Regions from separate parts of the Mus musculus genome. Here region 1 is linked to region 2. Evidence: chromatin contacts called from public HiChIP or PLAC-seq data. All regions are on one chromosome and are shown on one strand. Each heading gives the region's core, a stretch centred on a gene start, on an enhancer-like site or on the middle of the called end of the contact. The rest is flanking DNA. Distances are from core to core; before and after follow the strand shown. Region 1 has its middle 23 kb from the start of Gm40913. Region 2 overlaps F13a1 (coagulation factor XIII, A1 subunit).

Region 1 (4,522 bases), core at 1,210-3,709, 340 kb after region 2:
TGGATTTTTCTAACAGATGAGCCACAAAGAGGATTTTTTTTTTTAGAAGAGTAGTTTTAGGTTCACAGGAAATGTGAAAGGAAGGCATAGGTTAACGTTTAATTCAAGAAGCCAAGGATGTGGTTCCTGTTTGTGTATCAACATGTACTTTATCAACACGCCACCAGAGTAAAAGAACACCAGTGGGTTTACAGATTCTTAGTGTTGTGTGTTCTACAGACTTTGACTTGATTCAACACCTGGCACCACATCACAGAGTAACTGCAATGCCCAGAAAAATTCTCTGTGCTTTGCTTATTTACCACCACCACCCTTGTCTCTTTTAACCCTAAGTACCCTCTGTCCTTTTCTCTGTACCCATACTTTTGCCTTGTCCAGAGTTTTATATATTTAGAATCATGTCGTCTGTCTGGAGACCTTTCAGACGGGCTTCTTTGACTTGTTTAAGTTTTCTTTATGTCTTTGTATGACTTCTTAACTCAGTCCCTCTCACCACTGAGTAACGCCATTACCTTTACTTGCTACATTTTATCCATTCACTTCTTGATGAGCAACTTAACTGCTTCCACGCTTGAGCAGGCCAGAATAAACCTGCTGATAGCATCAATGGTCTGATGCTGGTTTATTGTATGAGCTTCAGCTTTTACCATCTTTGGGTCCAAACCTCCTGAAGAGTTTGTCTGTTGGGTGGTGAGAACATGCTTGGCTTTGTGAGAAGTTGCCAAACCATCTTCCAAAGGATGCAAGGCAGTGACGAGCCCTTGACTGAAATAACCTCATCCTCTAGGACGGGCAAGTTTCCTTGCAGAGTCACATGGAAGGATGGACTCCAGCATCTCTTCTACTTAGATCTTTCTGGCCAGTTTTTTAAATGCCTTGGTCCAGCTCTCCCTCACATTTGGGCCACATCAGTTTCGAGAGCTAGATCTTATGATTGGCCATGGAAGCACCACCCTTTTCCTGACAGGGCAGGAAACTACCCTCCTGTTTCACCTCACCAGCCAGAACCTCTGACCCTCTGGATTATTCGTCTGGTATTAATACAATGGGTTAAATATAATACCTTCTGTGGTATTAGAATACATCATCTTCCTCCAGGAAAGCTGGAGGATATATAACACTAGGAGATAGTTGTGAGTGTGCGTGTGCAGGTGCGGGTGTGTCCCAGCCAGAGTGGAGGCTCTTGCAGCCCACGTTGCATATCATATGAGAGCTACTATCCTGTGTTTGCTTACTCCTATGGACTGGTTTTCAGGACTCACCTGACAATGAGGGTTTCATAAGGCTCCTCCCCCTTAGCAGCCAGAACTATAAGCTCTGCCTTCCCAGAACTATAAGCACGCCAGCATCTTGGCTTAGCTTTTAAGCCTCTTGACAGCTGTGTTTATTTGGCTTCTTGGCATCTCACTCTTCACGTGCACAGCTTAAAGACTGAGAAATGGTTTGGAGAAAAAAAATGCATACTGACTCCATTTTCTTTGGTTCCCATCTCGATGTGTTTATGGTCCATCAAGTCCTGGCAACCTTGCATCCTGAACTCCAATTTTTTTGACGGAGACAAGCAAGGAACTGTCACTCTGTTTTGATTCTATACCCCAGAGGCCGTTGCATGGCTCAACAAATGCTCCCATGACACAAGAGGAGCTCTAAAGGACTCACTTGGCTGCATTGCCCTCCTATGCCATTCTGGTCCCTCTAGAGTCCCGCATCTTCGATTGCATCTTTGATGCTCTCAAGCTACTAGTTCATACTTTTTTAATTCAGCCGTTGGTTTTTTAGTACAAGGCTTTTTTCTGCTCTCCTCCTTCAGAGCCAGAAATGGAAGCCCTCCCTCTCTGTTTTTCCCCCAAGAAATAAAGCAGGTGGCACATTCTCTTATTTGATAAAAATGTCTTTCTGGTGGCTTTAAATGTGAAAGCTAATTTAACAAACAGCAAACATTCACGGTTCACAAATAACACCTTTTCTTAAAAAAAAAAAAAAAAAAAAAAAAAAAAAAAAAAAAAAACAAACCTGTAGCTTTGCTCTATCTTTAATTTGGCCACTTAATGTTTCAGAGGAAAACTCTAATGGAGGCTCAGTTTTTTGATCTTTGTAGCAGGTATAACAGGTGTTAAAATTAATTCAATTAAACCTAGGAGCAAAGCAATGAGAACGCATTTGATAAGCTACCAGTCTCTGCACAGGTTTTCAGAATAGAAGGTAGAGAGGAATTGCTCAGTCCTAGAACCGCAGCTACCACTGAGGAAGAGGTTGGTAAGGGTGTGAGTATGTGAGGGGGGGGGCGGGGGGGCGGGGTGACTCTGGGAGGGGGCGAGGAGGATGCTAGGAATGCTGGGCCCCACAACTTCCTTGTCACCAGCTGTTTCCGATTCAGCTCAGCGTTGGGAGGTGAGATGAGAAGCCTCTTCAGGCACCTTGAGATGTTTCCACCTTTTCCTTTCTTCAAGCAGAGTCACACCCAGCTCTGCCAGGTCCGGAACTCCACCTCTAACTCCACAGAGCTCAGCCCTGCCTAGAGCACTGCCTTTAGCCTCCTTCTCCGCCCTCCACCTTCCAGGTGCAGGCATTTCAGTCAGGAGCCACCATGCCCAGCTCTACTTAGAGATTAAGGGAATGTTCCTGCTATGGTCTCTTATTTATTAGCATTTATTGAATGACTGCGCTTACAAAAAATGGTCTCAATGAAACGAGGTCTGCACAGAAAAAATAAATAAGATAAGGAAAAAATAAGGACATATACAAAGATTGTGACTCTGGGTGAATTCTTTTGTTTATTTCACCAAAATTTAGAAATACCTGCATTACCTTTTTAAACAAACAAACAAACAAACAAAACTATTTCTAGAGACCATCTCCATACACAACAGTGTGCATGGTATGTAAGTGTGTATTTTTAACTTACATTTATGCAAAAACAATCCGTGTGACAAAAAAAAAAAAAAAAAACCTGGCACAGCCCTCCCCCACGCTCCCCCACCCTTTCCCACCCTCCCCATCCCCTCCCCCACTCAGGAACAAAAAGCCCCTCAGTGTTCTTATCTAATAGTGACTTCTCCTGATATATCTGTATCATATTTTCAAGAAAAGGCCGGTTTCTGACCTGTGATAGGCCTACCTATGTGTTGGGTAGATCCAGGTCCACACCTTGCACCTGTGTGCCTCTGGTCCCCTCGAGAGCGCAAAGTTAGACCCGCCCTCATTCTGCCCCTTCCTGTGCCCGGGTGTTGGAGTCCTTTCCTTTCAACTTATCCCTTCCCCATGTCTCTCCCTGAGCCCCGGTCTCACTCACAGCCCCACTAGCCCGGCCCTTGGCCCACATTAGACTCTTTCATCTCCATTTTGTGAGTTTATCCCCGCAGATCCCTGCAAACTCCTGGAGGTCAGAGCTGAGCACCTCTGTGTTCCTTTTTCCAGGCAGGTTGTCTACACATGCTATTAAACTAGACAGGCGCTCTTCCTCATCCCTCCTTTCCCACTCGCCCAATGCTCAGAAATCAAACAAAGCCAGAGGGACCAGGACACGCCCTGGAGGAGCAGGAGGGGACCTGGGACCAGCTTCTCCTGTCTATCAGTAATTAGAGCGGTGGGGGAGGGGCTGCCCTTGGCACAGACAGGTCCTTAAAGGCTGCTGCCCCAGAAACTGCCTTCAGATCGACAGCCAAGGGAATCGCGATGAAAAATTCATCAGCTTCTTACTTTCCGCGGCCCAGCTGCGCCTAGCAGATGACCTCGGCGGGGACAAGCCCGCTGTGAGACACCGTCTGGTCGCTTCGAGGGGGCCAGCCCAGGCCTGCCGGGGAGCACTGCACCGCTGGGCTTTGTGCGTGCGCCATGAGCACGCGCCTATGAGGCCTAGAAGTACCACCGAGGTTTGACTGCTGGGGACCAGAGACAGTCATCGGACCTTTTGGTGCAAGCTACTGGGAGCCAGAGTGTCACTCTCTAGCAGGCGCCTGCGGTCCATCTTGCCCATCATACACTGTCCTACACAAGGCGCGACCTACTAGTGGAAGCAATACCAATTGGGTGGGCACCTGGGATCGTGGAAGCCCTGTAAGCTATAAAACTTCTAACCCTGGAGACTGGTCATCCTAACTAGACCTTACTTTCATGCCACCACCTCCCACCTTTGCTGGCCCCAAGCTGCCTCCTGAAGTTCTGGATGGGGTAGGTTCTCTTGAGCTGGGGTGGCCTGGGAGGATGACAGAGATCCAGTTGGGGAAATGCTACTGAGTTGCAGGTTTCTGGAGGCCTCTCCAGCCCCTGCCATCTGGGCACTGCACAGACAGACGCTGCGTGGGTCCCTAGAGCTTGCCACCTCCGCGCCACACTGCCAGCCATGCCGCTGCGGCTGCAGAAAAGCCTCACGTCCGAGATTGCTGGACCGTGGGTGGGGGTAGGGAGCGCAAAGCGAGACTAGGCGCGGGAGGCGGGGGAGCGGGGGGCCACTCCTGGACTCTGAATTTTAAAGTTGTTTTCTTGCAATCACACTTTAATATGCACCGATGTCTGGTCTGCG
Region 2 (4,492 bases), core at 989-3,488:
GTCTAATTTCCTGTTTTCCCTCTTTTCTCTCTTAAAAGAATCTACAATATAACTTAGTAAAACGTAGCATTCATTACTTAGGTGATTTTAAATTAAACTTCATCCATGTGTGACCATAACATTTCAGGCTCAGTCAGCAAGATTATAGGAGTTTAGGTTGTTCTTTCCTTTGGGAAAGACCAGTGTCTCTTGACTTCCAGATACTTATCAATTCTCCCTGTGTTCTCATCAAAGGGAAGCAATAGCAAATAAAAATAACAGGAGCAGATACTGAATATATAAAAAAAAATAAGAAAATGTTCATTAGAAGAACAAAATAGATCTTGCTAACAGTGTTTGTTTGGTCATTTGAATATGCTTGGCCCATGGGAAGTGACACTATTAGGAGGTGTGGCCTTGTTGAAGTAGGTGTGGCCATTGGAGAAAGTGAGTCACTATGAAAGTGGGTGTCAAGTCCTATGCTTAAGCTCCACCCAGGGTGGAAGATAGTCTTCTCCCAGCTGCTTTCAGGTCAAGGTGTAAACTCTGAACTGTCCAGTGCAATGTCTGCCTGGATGCTGCCATGTTTCCTGCCATGATGATAATGGACTGAATCTCTGAAACTGTAAGCCAGCCCCTATTAAATGTTTTCCTTTGTAAGAGTTGTCATCGTCATGGTGTCTCTTCACAGAAATAAAGCCCTTACTAAGGCACATGGGAATTTCAGGTGTTTGGCTAAAGAGAGAAAGCTTCATTTGAAAAAGGAAGAGAAGTATGTCCTGGAATTAAGTGCTCTTCCCTGATTCACATGGCTAACGGCAGAACCAGAGCCAGGACTCTGTCTCCTGATACAGCTACAGGCCCTCCTATGCAAAACAATTTCCCTGGTCTCTTCAGCAAAGCATGGAAAACAGAATTGAACGAAGCCTATTATGCAGGCAAGAAGAAGGTGTTACCTCCATTTTATAGGTAGGAAAACTGAGCACAGACTCCATCTTTGTTAGGGGGATTTATACACCAAGGAACATTTGGCCATATCTGGAGACATTCTTCAATGTTTCAGCTGGCATATTATGGTGTGTTCATGGAATTTTTGAATAGAGGCTCAGGGATGCTGTTGGGCAATATATTGCACACACTATCAGTACAGCAGCCATCTGAGGGTGGATAGACTGTACCACAAAGATTTTCATCAGAAAGTTGTCTGAAAAGCCAAACTCATTATTTATCTTATCATTTGAAAGCTTGTTATCACTTCTGTGTTCCTATAGCCTCATACATAGCCATTTTCCTGCCATCTCCTTGCCAATCTATGTGCCATGACCACAGAAAGCCAGTTTGTCTTTGGGGCTCCAGTCATGCACTCCTGTGCTATATTGATGCCTGTTTTACTTTCTTCAAGTGTCCAGCCAGAGCTAGGCTGCTTCTCCTCATGGTTTCCAGGAGCAGCTGCATCAGGAAGCTTCTGCGTGCAGTGACTCCATTGTGTATGAAATGGAATTCATATATAGTTTGTGTGGTCCTCTGGAAGAGTTTGCAGGCCATATGCATCCCCTGGAATCTATGCATAGAATCTGTGGTCCTCTGGAAGGGTTTGCAGATCATATGCATCTTCTGGAATCCATGCACAGTCTGTGTGGCCCTCCTGAAATGTTTACCCATCTCATGCACCTCTGTTCTAGCGCATCTGTTCAGTGGCAGGGATGAGATGCATTGGAAATGGACACGAAGCTATCAGAGGTTGGGGGCCAGCTCAGGAGAACAACATGGCCATCTAACTGTGAAGTCTGATTTTGGCTGGATTCGTCCAGCTTCAAATATGTCCTTGTTGTAGCTTCCAAATGCATCTTTTCATATCTTAAGAAAAATCTTTAACTGGGAAATAAGAAGATCTGCTCCCTTTACATATACCTTTGTTCTTTACTTAACTTTATGCTGAAATCCCACTGTGTGTTTCCAGTGATCATGTAGGGTCTGTCTATATGATCAGAAAATTGTTTTTCTATGCATCACCATCTTAGCCAGTTCTGGAGGCTCCTTGTTTTAGCTTTATAAATCACTACAGCTGAACAGATTTTGGAAAGACTCACAAAAGCTATTTTGAGGATTAAAGGGGATAACAGGGGTGAAGAGGTTTTCTCAACTATCGAACTTTCTATACTGTGAAGAGTGGCATGGGGAACTAAGGGGAAGTGGAGCTACCACTTCAAATTGCTCAGAGCAGTACCTATCTCCTTTAACACCCAAGGTCATCCCTTCCAGAAAACAAACCAAACCTCAACCACATTATTCTCTATGCAGATTTTATCTCCCTGGTACCAGGCTGTGTAACCGTGATGATCATTTTCCAAATTAGAACTTTAGAGAGAGAGGCTCTTTAGAGCTAATGCCATTTTGAGGCAATTTAAATTGGTGTTATGCCTGGTCAGAGGCAGCCACAGACAGTGTGGGTTAGATTGTCTCCTTTTGCTTTCCTCTGTGCTGCTTTGGATTGGCTTGTGATTTCTGCATTTGGTGGAAGTATGCACAGTGAGTGTGTAAGGCCAGGTTGAAGACTGTGTTATTTTAGAATGAATAAGAGGGAGACAGTTCATATCTTATCACTCCTTCTTCTTGCTTCTCTTCACTGCAACATGTCATGGTTGCTTCTAAGGGGAACTAAAAAGAATTAAAAATTAAGAAAAAAAAGAAGGGTGGCTTCTTTTCCATGTAGAAAACTGATCTGGTATGTGTTGTACAAAGATGACCTCCAGATATTGCCAAAGGCTTTAGGACTAAATTATCTTTTCATCACACCATGCAAATAACATGAGAAAACAAAACTTTTTTATTTTATGCATCTAAATACACATGTTTATTATTTGGGGGTCAGAGGTTGAATGCTCCTTCCCCAGGGCTTCATACATGTTAAGGAGACCCTCTAAGCTTTTACCGCTAAGCTGTGCCTCCAGCCCCAAGCTGTCCTTAGATGTTAGGTTTTGCTTTCATGTTGTAAGACCCAGCACATCTTAAATTTCCATGTAACTCAGTTCTTAATAAAGTCAGAGTCTCTATTTTTAGCACCTAGTCAGAATATACATACTATATCTTTCCTGGCCATGTAATTATGTGTCAACAAAACTGATTTTGTTTGACTCAAAAGATTCACAAAACAAAATTGAAGATAAAATTCTTCCAGGGAGAATTTTTTTTTTAGAAGATGTAAAGGCATTGGCAATATAACGATGTTCTCCATTCAATCTTCCTATGAGATAAATGTGGCCTACCATAACTGAGTAATACTGTGCACCTGGACCAGACTTGATGCTCATTATGTACCAATGATTGTCTGAGTGCGAGGGATACAGTACAGCTTAGGACCAGGTAGTCCTTTAGTTAACTTCCTAACCTGATCCCTGCATTCTTGCAGATGTCTTGGGGTCCCCTACAGTGAGTCATGCGAAAGGGAGAATGCATTCACAGGTGGAGTCGGTGGACCTAGGTTCTGGCAAAAGCTTTATCACTGACAAGCTCTCACCATCCTGTTTTCTTGCTTGTGTAAGTGATGGAAGTGACGACTAGCCGCTCACTTATCTTACAATATTTCCAGGGAGAAACCAACATCCACATCATAAGAGGTAAGGTTCTGCAGTGTGGTCCCGTTGCAAAGAAACTAGGGTTTTACTGAGTGTTTATTTCTTCATACCAGATTCATTTTTGTTATTTGTATACATGTTTTGGGGTGCTGTACACATGAGTACAGATGCTCTTGGGGGCTGGCAGAGGGCATCAGATCCCCTGGAGCTCAGGTTACAGTCACTTGTAGGCTTCCTGATGTAGTGTTGGGAATTGAACTTGGTATATACACTCTATATTGAATCAACTCTCCAGCCTTAGCCATTTATTTCCTTAATGTTTCCACAAGCGTAAACATGGAGAAAAGTCATGTCTGAGGTAGCAATCTGTATCCTGTGTTTGACTGGTTGGTCATCTGATTACAGTCATTAACATTTTTGTTGTGATCATTTCTTAATCTCCAGACAAGAGATTCTTAGATGCTCAGGGGTTGTCAAGATGGCTCAGTGGGTAAAGGCACCTGACACAAAGCCAGACAATCTGAGTTCAATCCCCTGGTCACATACGATGGTCAAGGAGAACTGATCCCCCACAGGTTATCCTCTGAGGTCATACACATGTGTGAGATCACACATACACACACACATAAAATAAATATATACAACATGATAAAAAGATTGCATATTTAGTTGTTTAATGATATCCATTATCTTCTGTGAAGCAGAGCCACATATAGCTTTGAGTGAAAATTTTCATTTTGTAGCATATGGGAAAGAAAGAATTCAAGGCCAACCAGGCACCCTGAACTCAAACCTAACACATCTTTCTGTGAACTAACTTCTATTCTGACACCAATGGCTCCCACACTAGATTTAGTCATCAGCACTGCCTCTTACCATTGCTGATCCAACTCGGCTGACTTTGATGGGGTTGCCTCTGCCAGAAAGGTCCATCTCAG

The links. HiChIP or PLAC-seq counts read pairs in DNA pulled down with a chosen protein or histone mark.
Region 1: a contact with region 2 is called in a CTCF HiChIP or PLAC-seq map of CD8 T cells, with 6 read pairs. The contact joins two enhancer-like sites. A contact is called at or near these places in 1 of 15 datasets of contacts at CTCF or cohesin (CD8 T cells), 4 of 484 Hi-C or Micro-C datasets (bone marrow-derived macrophages, cumulus cells, muscle stem cells and 1 more) and 5 of 115 datasets of contacts at active chromatin or transcription factors (CD8 T cells, embryonic stem cells, neural tube and 1 more).

Annotation. Positions count from the first base shown.
Region 1 is chr13:37,308,057-37,312,578 of GRCm38.p6, forward strand. No RefSeq gene overlaps it. Among named protein-coding and RNA genes, the nearest start is that of Gm40913, 23 kb to the right of the region's middle. RefSeq lists an enhancer at 2,910-4,522. Within about 2 kb of position 2,460, at least 27 of the 459 cell types and tissues checked have an H3K27ac peak or open chromatin away from gene starts, as enhancers often do. A contact at or near this core is called in CD8 T cells, where this site is marked.
Region 2 is chr13:36,963,588-36,968,079 of GRCm38.p6, forward strand. It overlaps F13a1 (coagulation factor XIII, A1 subunit), which reads right to left. Exons shown (of 15, transcript NM_028784.3): 6 at 4,431-4,492. It overlaps Gm30489 (a long non-coding RNA gene), which reads left to right. Exons shown (of 6, transcript XR_873245.2): 5 at 3,389-3,596. Among named protein-coding and RNA genes, the nearest start is that of Gm30240, 23 kb to the right of the region's middle. Within about 2 kb of position 2,239, at least 5 of the 459 cell types and tissues checked have an H3K27ac peak or open chromatin away from gene starts, as enhancers often do. A contact at or near this core is called in CD8 T cells, where this site is marked.